Regions from separate parts of the Oryctolagus cuniculus genome. Here regions 1 and 3 are each linked to region 2. The links are chromatin contacts, called in public Micro-C maps. All regions are on one chromosome and are shown on one strand. Each heading gives the region's core, a stretch centred on a gene start, on an enhancer-like site or on the middle of the called end of the contact. The rest is flanking DNA. Distances are from core to core; before and after follow the strand shown. Region 1 overlaps LOC127493503 (a long non-coding RNA gene). Region 2 holds the start of SLC45A1 (solute carrier family 45 member 1). Region 3 holds the start of ERRFI1 (ERBB receptor feedback inhibitor 1).

Region 1 (3,131 bases), core at 303-2,802, 260 kb before region 2:
GCTGGAGCCAGGAGACTGGAGCTTCCTCCAGGTGCAGGGGCCCAAGGACTTGGATCATCTTCCACTGCTTTCCCAGGCACACTTCCAGGAAGCTGGATCGTAGTGGAGCAGCTGGAATAGAGCTGATGCCCGTATGGGATGCTGGCGTCTCAGGTGGTGGTTAACCTGCTACACCACAGTGCCAGCCCCTCCAGGAACTCTTTGGAAGACCCTCCTACGCCACAGGATCCGTGCATGGCTCAGCTTTCTTCTTTCCAAGGGAAAATGACTTCCCAACGCTCACTAAAGAGAAAGCTGTGCTTTCTGGACCTGGATAGGACATGGCCGCTGTCAGTCCTGTGCCCACCTGTCCTTGGTCCTGTGCACACCTGACCTTGGCCATGTGCACACCTGTCCTTGGTCCTGGGCATACTTGTCCTTGGCCCTGTGCACACCTGTCCTTGGTCCTGTGCACACCTGTCCTTGGCCCTGGGCACACCTGTCCTTGGCCCTGGGCACACTTGTCCTTGGTGCTGTGCACACCTGTCCTTGGTCCTGTGCACACCTGTCCTTGGTCCTGGGCACACCTGTCCTTGGCCCTGTGCTTGTCCTTGGTGCTGGGCACACCTGTCCTTGGTGCTGTGCCCACCTGTCCTTGGCCCTGGGCACACCTGTTCTTGGCCCTGTGCACACCTGTCCTTAGTCCTGTGCACACCTGTCCTTGGCCCTGTGCCCACCTGTCCTTGGTCCTGTGCCTACCTGTCCTTGGCCCTGGGCACACCTGTCCTGGGTGCTATGCACACCTGTCCTTGGCCCTGGGCACACCTGTCCTTGGCCCTGTGCTCACCTGTCCTTGGCCCTGGGCACACCTGTCCTTGGTCCTGTGCACACCTGTCCTTGTTCCTGGGGACACCAGTCCTTGGTCCTCTGCCCACCCATCCTTAGTGCTGTGCACACCTGTCCTTGGTCCTGGGCACACCTGTCCTTAGTCCTGTGCCCACCTGTCCTTGGCCCTGGGCACACCTGTCCTTAGTCCTGTGCACACCTGTCCTTGGCCCTGTGCCCACCTGTCCTTGGTGCTGTGCCCACCTGTCCTTGGCCCTGGGCACACCTGTCCTGGGTGCTATGCACACCTGTCCTTGGCGCTGTGCACACCTTTCCTTGGTGCTGTGCACACCTGTCCTTGGCCCTGTGCACACCTGTCCTTGGCCCTGTGCACACTTGTCCTTGGTGCTGTGCACACCTGTCCTTGGCCCTGGGCACACCTGTCCTGGGTGCTATGCACACCTGTCCTTGGTGCTGTGCACACTTGTCCTTGGTGCTGTGCCCACCTGTCCTTGGTCCTGTGCACACCTGTCCTTGGCCCTGTGCACACCTGTCCTTGGTCCTGTGCACACTTGTCCTTGGTCCTGTGCACATGTGTCCTTGGGGTTCATCCTTCCAGCCCTCGCCATGTGCAGGTTGGAGGCCTCGGGCTGATGGGCCTGCAGCCTGGGTCCCTGACTAATGGGTGGTCAGCCATTAGTGCTGGCACTGGGGACAGCAGGTCACCTGGAGGAAGCTTGTAAAAGATAGCTTGCTAGACGGGCTGAGGATGGTGGCAATCATCTGATGGCTGTGCCTCCGACCTGCCGCTGGGTTGGCCTTGAGCAGTAAACCTGTGCAGGAATCCAGTGAGCCAGGTGCGCAAGCTTGATGAGGGCACCCTCCTCCCTAATGCTCAGTTGGGCTTTCACATCCCTGATCCGGGAAAGACAGCCACCCGGCATGCTTACGCCAGCGTCAATTATCTCCGGCGGGGCCTAATACCATGTCATTAGACGGTGAGTCCGTGGGGCACGCCGCTCAGTGCTACCTGGCTCTGAAACACATCTGAAATTTTAATCATACAACAGATGCGTCAGTACCTGCTCATTGGGAAAGACGCCAAGGATACACGAATATGGTAAAGCCTGGAAAGTTCTCATTAAGGCCCGGCCTCCAAGCCCCTCCTCCTTTCCCAGGAGCCCCTTCTCTGCCCCTCCCCCAGTCTGTTTTCTATGTGTTTGCACACATGAGGTCACAGCACTTACACAGAAATTGTGCATCCTGCTTTCACCAGTTGTTTTAAAATAAATGACGAGGAAGCAGCTGTGGGAATTGTCTGGCACGAGTGGTTCTGGCACAGTTTGCTTGGAGCTCTGACCAGGCCACGCTGCCTGCGTCTACGCGGTGTCTGGGCAGGAGGCCGCTGCATGGCTGCATGGCCACTTACCTGATCCTCTGTTAATGCATTTCATCCAAGTTTTTCAATGACTATTTTTTTTAAGAAAATTGTTATTTTTAATTCTGGTAAAATGCACATAAGAGTCAATTTACTGTGCTGAGTGTACAGTGACCTTAAGCACACCATGATGGATGCCATCACCATCATCCGTCTCCTCAGCTCTCAACCCTGTGTTCGTGAACTCCTCGGCTCCCCCTGCCCAGCTCCTGGCAGCCAGCTCTGCTTTTGCTACGGGACGCCCCCAAAGCTGGCGGGAGGAGTGGCTGGGTCCGCTCACCCAGCCAGCCACAGCTGGGGCCCGTGACACAGGGCCCACGGACAAGAGCAGAAGGCAGGTGTGCACAGCAAGGCGCTGAGCAGGGAGCCAGTGGCTACAGTTCCGTTCCTCGACTCCCTGAGGCGCTAAGGCAGTGACCCTACAGTTCAGAGCTGGGGATTGGGTGGCCCTGGGCGTGGTCCCCAGCACACGTGGCCTGCCTTTGGTCAGCCATAGTGTCTGTCCCTTGGAATGGCAAAGGTGGGCTCCAGTCTGCCTGGGGCTGGGGCGGGTTGGGTGCGCCTTTGTTTGATGGGGCCTGGGGGTCCCTGCAAAGCTCTCAAAGAGAGCCTGGCACGGAGGTGTCGCCTGCAGGAGCCCTTGGACTCCTGGGATCAGAGTCTCTTACCTTTGTCACTCCCCTCGCTCAGAGGAGCTGCAAGCCAAGGAAAGGCCTGGGGCTTCTAAAGCCAACATCCGGGCATCGGACGAGGGCCTCTGCTCCACTTGGGCTGCCCTTGCACCTTGTCAGGTGGAATTCTGCGGCGTTCGACTTCTTATGACTGGCTGATTGTCTTTAGGCCATCCGTGTTGTAGCATGTATCGGGATTTCCTTCCATTCAAAGCTGA
Region 2 (3,298 bases), core at 592-3,091:
CTCCCCAAATGGCCACAACAGCTGGGGCTGCGCCAGGTTGAAGCCAGGAGCCAGGAGCTGCGTCGGGATCTCTCACGTGGGTGCAGGGTCACAGGCACTCGGGCCATCTTCTGTTGCTTTCCCAGGTGCGTTAGCAGGGAGCTGGAGTGGAAGTGGAGCAGCCAGGACTTGAACCGGCACCCATATGAGATGCTGATGTCACAGGCAGTGGCTGTGTCTGCTATGCCACAATGCCAGCCCCTGTGATGTTTTACTAAATATTTTATTCACTTAAAGATTATTTACTTGAGGCCGGCACCGCGGCTCACTTGGCTAATCCTCTATCATCCGCCTGCGGTGCCGGCACCCCGGGTTCTAGTCCCGGTTGGGGCGCCGGATTCTGTCCCGGTTGCCCCTCTTCCAGTTCAGCTCTCTGCTGTGGCCCGGGAAGGAAGTGGAGGATGGCCCAAGTGCTTGGGCCCTGCACCCCATGGGAGACCAGGAGAAGCACCTGGCTCCTGGCTTCGGATCAGCACGGTGCACCGGCCATAGCAGCCATTTGGGGGTTGAACCAACAGAAGGAAGACCTTTCTCTCTGTCTCTCTCTCTCACTGTCTAACTCTGCCTGTCAAAAAATAAATAAATAAATAAAGGTGAATTTTTAAAAAAAGATTATTTACTTGAAAGGCAAAGGAATGGGGAGTGGGGAGGGAGATCTTCCACCCACTGGTTCAGTCCCCAAATGCCCACACCAGCCTGGGCTGAGCTGGATGGAGTCTCGAACTCCATCTGGGTCAACCATGTGGGTGCAGGGGCCCGAGTACTTGGTCTCTGCTGCTGTCCCAGGCCATTAGCAGGGAGAGGATTGGGAGTGGAACAGCCGGGACTTGAACTGGAGCTCTGACAGCGGCCGAACCCGCTGTGCCCCAGCGCCGGCCCGGGACAGGACATCACAGAGCGGCCACGCTGTTCAACGCCCGCACCCCTCACATACTTCTGCGGGGAGGGTTGTGCAGGCTCAGTACCGTCCCAGCTCGGGTCACACCACCTTCACCTGCCGCCCAGGGCTGGAGCACCCGCGCCTCCTCTCCCCTGGACCTCCCCGTCCTCAGGGGTCGCTATGTCCCCGCACGCCTCTTAGCAACCTTGCGTGCTCGTCCCGCGTGTGTCCAAATCCCCAGCGTGGCCGCCCGGGGCAGGACCTGCCCTCCTCGGGTGGTGCCAGCAGTGGAGATGGGCAGGAGGCCACGTGCGAACCACACGCGGTGGGGGCCTCCGCTCCAGCACAGGGGAGCCGGCAAGGCAGGCGGGGGTCCCGCGGCCCGGCCCCCCAAGGAGGACGGAACGGGGTTGCGTTTTCCCGGGTGGGGGAGGGGGGGCAGCTGCTTCTGCAGGCTCCAGCGGGGTCGTCTGGGGGTTGGGGCGGTCCCTAACAGGGCAGGAAGGGGTCTCGGTGAGGGTCTGCTCCTGCCTGGCGTGAAGCTGGAGATGGACACACCGTCTGGTCACGGGGGACTGATCTGGGAGCCCCTGTCTGCGTCCCACGCCACGTTCCCTGCCACAGCTCCAGGCCCGGCTGCACCTGCGGCCAGCGGGGTCCCCCAGCCACTTCGACGCCAGCACTCGGGCAGGGGGCGCAGGGGCTCACCGCACCGTGCCTGCAGGTAAAGCACTGATTATTCATCGCCCCGAGGGGCAGCCCTACCGCCACCGCCCCGACCGCGAGCGCCCCCGACGGCCCTGACCCGCGAGCGCCCCCCGGTCCCCGAGCGCCCCCCGCCCATGCCGGGGGCGCCCCAAAACCTCCAGCGCCCTCGACGGCTCTGACCCGCTAGCGCCCCCAGGCCCCAAGCAACCCCGGAAGCCCAGAGCCGCGAGAGCCCCCGAGGCGGCGGGGCCGGACCGGGGCGGGTGCGCGGCGCCGCGGCGGCGGGCGGTGCCGCGTGAGCGCCGCTCTGCGGGCCCCGGCGCGAGGCCGCCGTGACGTCACGGCCCCGCCCGCGGGTGATGCTGCAGCGGCCGCGGCGGGCCGGGGGCGGCGAGGCCGGGACGGAGCGGCGCCGGGGGCGGGCAGGAGCCCAGCCTCGCGAGGGGATGCCTCCCGTCTGCACGCACAGGTACCGTTCCCTCCCGCGTCGCAGGCCGGGGCCGCGGGCCAGGTTGGCACGGGGACCTTTGTTCTTCCTGTCTGGCTCGCTGGACCGCGATGGAGCCCCGCCTCGGCCCCTGCGTGCGGACCCCCGGGGCCCAGCACAGGGGCGCCGCCGGCCGCGGGTTGATTTCGCCCTGGCTGGCAAGGCCAGGACGCTTGGAATTTGCTCCCGGCTCAGGGTGTGTTTACGGAGCCCGAGGCCTGTTCCCTGGTCACCTGGGCAGGTGTCATCAACTTCCGGTCCACCTCCTGCCAGAGGCTGATCCCTCGGCAAGGCCAGGCCCTGCGGGGCCGCGGGCCCCTGCTGTCCCTGCTGTCCTGAGTCCCTGGCCGCGGTCCGCATGCTTGGGAAGGAACTTCTGCCATGACTCAGGGCGCCGCGCTGTTCCCGGCTCCCGCAGGGAGGTAGCCAGGTGCCCAGGAAGCCCAGGGTCGCGAGGGCCTCGCCCTCGGAGGGAGGAGGCTCTGGCCCTGTGCAGAGAGAAACAGGCCACCCAGTTCGGGGACAGCTGGTTAAATCGTCCCCCCAAGTCCACAGGGCTCTCGCGTGGTCCGCGAAGACCCCCTTCCAGGATTAACTCGTAGGCTGGATGGAGGCGGAGTGTGGAAGGGAGTTGGCATGGTGCGAGGTGCGGCGGGGACCCGAGGAAGTCCTTTCTGCTCGTTGTAGGGTCCTGTCAGACGCCCGTTCCGCGCGCCTGCTCACTCCCAGCCAGCGCTGGCCCCGGGAGCACCTGTAGCAGTCAGCCTCCAAGTGCGCATCCTTGCTTTAAACATCGGGGGCGGGCGAACTCAGTGGCAGCTGAGACCCCCGACCCGAGTCCGAGCCCCCGGGCGTGCGAGCCTGCCCGGCTCCTGATCCAGCTGCATGCTAACGTGCGCGCTGAGAGGCGGCAGAGGACGGCTGGCCTGGCTGGGTCCCTTCCGTCCACGGGGGAGACCCAGACTGAGCTCCTGGCTGGCGGCTTCAGCCTGCCCAGCCCTGGCTGCTGTGGATATGTGGGGAGTGACCCAGCAGAAGGAAGATCTTTTTCGTTGGCCTTTCAAAGCGCACACACACCCTACAACGCGTCCTCTGTATCCCTGTTTCCTGGGAGCTCTGTGGGGCCCACATGCAACCTTCGGGTCCAGTAACGGTCGCCCAGTGTGGACAGGGTGAGCTGGTGC
Region 3 (2,902 bases), core at 2-2,501, 220 kb before region 2:
TAAAAATGCGCTTTCCAAAAGCAAGGCCAGGCTCTGGGAACTCAGGCTCCCGGACACTATCCGCCCACGGCAGCCTCACAGCTTTGCAAAAGCTTACAACTTTGCAAACACCCGTTCTCTTGAAGAAGAAGAAGAAAAAAAAAACACATTTAAACCTCACCTTTCTTCACCCCGGACAGTTGCCTGGAAACCAGTCCTGCCCTACCTGTGCTGCAGGTGGACCTCAATCACCAACACATCGCTTTGAAAGCCACGGGCGCTCTTCTGCCTGCACTTAAGTTTATGACTAACAATCGATTCACGTTTTTATCGGCTAAGAGGCTGGTTTCTTTCAAGCAATGATGAAATCCCAATAAAGACGGAGCCAGCACCAATACAGCACCAATCATGGTTAAGGAGTCATCTAATTTGCACCAGGATACGATACACATATAAATACACCAAATTCCCAACCAGCCTGCAGCCCACTCCTACTGTCCGCAAACCGGCCCGGAGGAACTCAGGTTGAATTAAAAACGCGCATCTGGGAACGACCCTCGCCGCTGAGGCCGGGCGGAGGGGCCGAGGCTGACCGCCCACGAGGACCGGTGCCAGCCTCGGGCCAGCGGCTGCCGAGCCCACCGCAGCCTCCCCCTAAAAAGCCTCGGCTCCCCGGGCGCAAGGTGTCCCGCAGGATAACGCGGCTGCGATTCCGACACGGCGGCGGGGGGCCACGCAAGACCCCCCAGGCCCCGGGGAGGACCCCGGGGCTCACCGCCCCGGAAGCCCGGTCCGCAGGCCGGTGCGCGGGGCTGCGGGGACGTGTCCCCAGCGCGCGGGTGCACGGCCCGGCGAGGCGGGGGGCCGCGCGGCGTCCACGCTCCGCCGAGCCGGGACGGCGGCGGGCCCCGGACGCCCCCAGCCCCGGCCGCGCCGCGCGGGGAGGGTCCCGGGTCCCGCCCTCCGCACCTCGGCGCGGGCCGGCCCCAGTCGGCGTCGCGGCGCCCTCCACGCCCCCACCCTGGCTCCGGGGAGCCGCCCGGCGCCGAGGGCCCCGCGGGACCGGGGCTGCGCACCGCCCTCCCCGCCCCCTCGCGGCGCGCCGGGCTCCTTACCCCGCAGGAGCGGCGACTGCCCCTCGGCGCCCTCCCGCGCATGTCCGTCCCGGCTGGCTCCGCGCCTCGGGCTCAGGGGCCCGGACACCGCGCAGGCGCCTTGCCCGCCGCCGCTCGCGCGCTCTGCCTCGCACTCGGCCGCCGTCGCCGCGGCCGCCGCCTGCATTTATAGCGTGTGCGCGGGCGGTGACGTCGACGCTCGCCGCCCCGCCCACCGCGTGCAGCCAATCAGGACGGCGGTCCTCTTAAAGGGGTGATGCCGCGGCTGGAGCGTTTGCGTGGGGCCCACCGGGGCGTCGCGCGCGCGCGCGCTGGGCAGCCGCCGGCTTTGTCCCTCGAGCCGGGCGAGAGGGCCGCGCTGCTCACCCCTGCGGGATCCGGGCGGCGGCTGCCGATCCCGAGAGCCCCGTGACACCGAGGTCTCAGAAATCTGCAGGCAGCAGTGCCTCGCGCGGAATTTCCCATCGATTTCGGCCCCGCGGAGGACACTTGCGCGATTTTTTTCCTAAGGAAACCCGGGAGTGGACGAGGCGCGGGGCAGGGGTGCAGTGGGACGGTGCGTGGGGGGACAGGGCCGTCGGGACGGAGTGATGGGGCAGAATGGGACGGCGAGGACGGTGCTGGCCGCAGAGGGGCCGTGGGGACAGTGAGGGCCTCGGGGCCGCGGGGACAGTGAGGGCCTCGGGGGACCTTGGGGACAGTGAGGGCCTCGGGACCGTGGGGACAGCGAGTCCTTGGGGGACCTTGGGGACTGTGAGGGTGGCTGGGCCCGCGGGGCCACTTGGCCGGCCTCGGGAGGAGCCCCTTGGAGCCCAGGGTCGCGGGGACGCGGGAGCCCGGGCCGGCCTGGACATTTGGCACCCTGGCGGCCCGGGAGGAGGTCTCTCAGGGCGCTGGTGATGCAACGCGGGCTTATAGTTTAACCGTAAAATAAATAACACAAATGATAGCAAACCGAGGGTAACTCAAGTAAGAAAAAGAGCAAACAGACGGAAACCCTCCAGCTGCAGCTAGAACAAATTCCCCGAGTGGCGCGGCTGCGGGAGGCCGGGCGCGGCTGACCCCTGGTCTCCGGGAGCCCCTCTGGGCCGCGATGTGTGCGGGTGCGAGGCGCAGCCGCGCGGCAGGTGCCTTCGCGGAGGGAGTGAGGTTCGGCCTCGCCATCCGGTTAACCATTAACCCGGCACCCCCGCAAACCTATTTGCCTTTTCTCCAGTGCCACTTACTTACATTCTTTCTAATTGATTCGAAGGCCCAATTTTGAATCCGCGGTCTCCAGCACACCTCCCACCCGCGTCTGGAGTAGTCCCCCTCCTCTGGGTTGCAAGGGAGGCGTTGACTCCATCCTCGTCCCGTGGCCCCTTCTGGCCTTCACGGGCTACGGGGTCGTTTTTGCGCCTAACCTGCTAACAGCTTAGCTGGTCCACCTGCCTGTGAACTTCCACTGACCGCCGCTGATTTTGCATTATTTGAGGAGGATGGGAAGTAGTCCCAGCTAACCGCTGATTTTCTTACCAAATTAACTAGGTTTTTTCGATCTGCAGAAAATCTGTGCGGGTTTTTCCCCGTGTTGCCGTCACGGGTGTTCCAGGCGAACCCACATGCTGCTGTCAGGGTAAAAAAAGGTGGGCCCGAGACTTGCCAGAGAGCGCCTTCTCATACTTCACTCACAGCGCAGCTTCCATTGAGTGGGAGCCCAGATGGGCTCAGGTTTCTGAAAGACGCCCCAGTCACACTATTTCAGGCACCACAATGCGGTTGTGATTTTGCTTTGGCCTTATTGGCTTGCTTTGACATTCACCTATTCA

The links. A called contact is a pair of places that touch in the nucleus more often than the background predicts.
Region 1: a contact with region 2 is called in a Micro-C map of ear pinna, with 4 times the contacts expected there. The contact joins the enhancer-like site here to the promoter of SLC45A1 in region 2. A contact is called at or near these places in 2 of 6 Hi-C or Micro-C datasets (ear pinna and embryonic fibroblasts).
Region 3: a Micro-C map of ear pinna shows a contact between it and region 2, with 16 times the contacts expected there. The contact joins the promoter of ERRFI1 here to the promoter of SLC45A1 in region 2. A contact is called at or near these places in 2 of 6 Hi-C or Micro-C datasets (ear pinna and an unstated tissue).

What each region holds. Positions count from the first base shown.
Region 1 is chr7:159,751,167-159,754,297 of mOryCun1.1, reverse strand. It overlaps LOC127493503 (a long non-coding RNA gene), which reads right to left. Exons shown (of 3, transcript XR_007923731.2): 2 at 2,911-3,131. Among named protein-coding and RNA genes, the nearest start is that of PARK7, 25 kb to the left of the region's middle. Within about 2 kb of position 1,552, at least 2 of the 8 cell types and tissues checked have an H3K27ac peak or open chromatin away from gene starts, as enhancers often do. A contact at or near this core is called in ear pinna, where this site is marked.
Region 2 is chr7:159,496,231-159,499,528 of mOryCun1.1, reverse strand. It overlaps SLC45A1 (solute carrier family 45 member 1), which reads left to right and starts at 1,841. Exons shown (of 9, transcript XM_070079336.1): 1 at 1,841-2,096.
Region 3 is chr7:159,716,630-159,719,531 of mOryCun1.1, reverse strand. It overlaps ERRFI1 (ERBB receptor feedback inhibitor 1), which reads right to left and starts at 1,251. Exons shown (of 4, transcript XM_051856883.2): 1 at 1,095-1,251.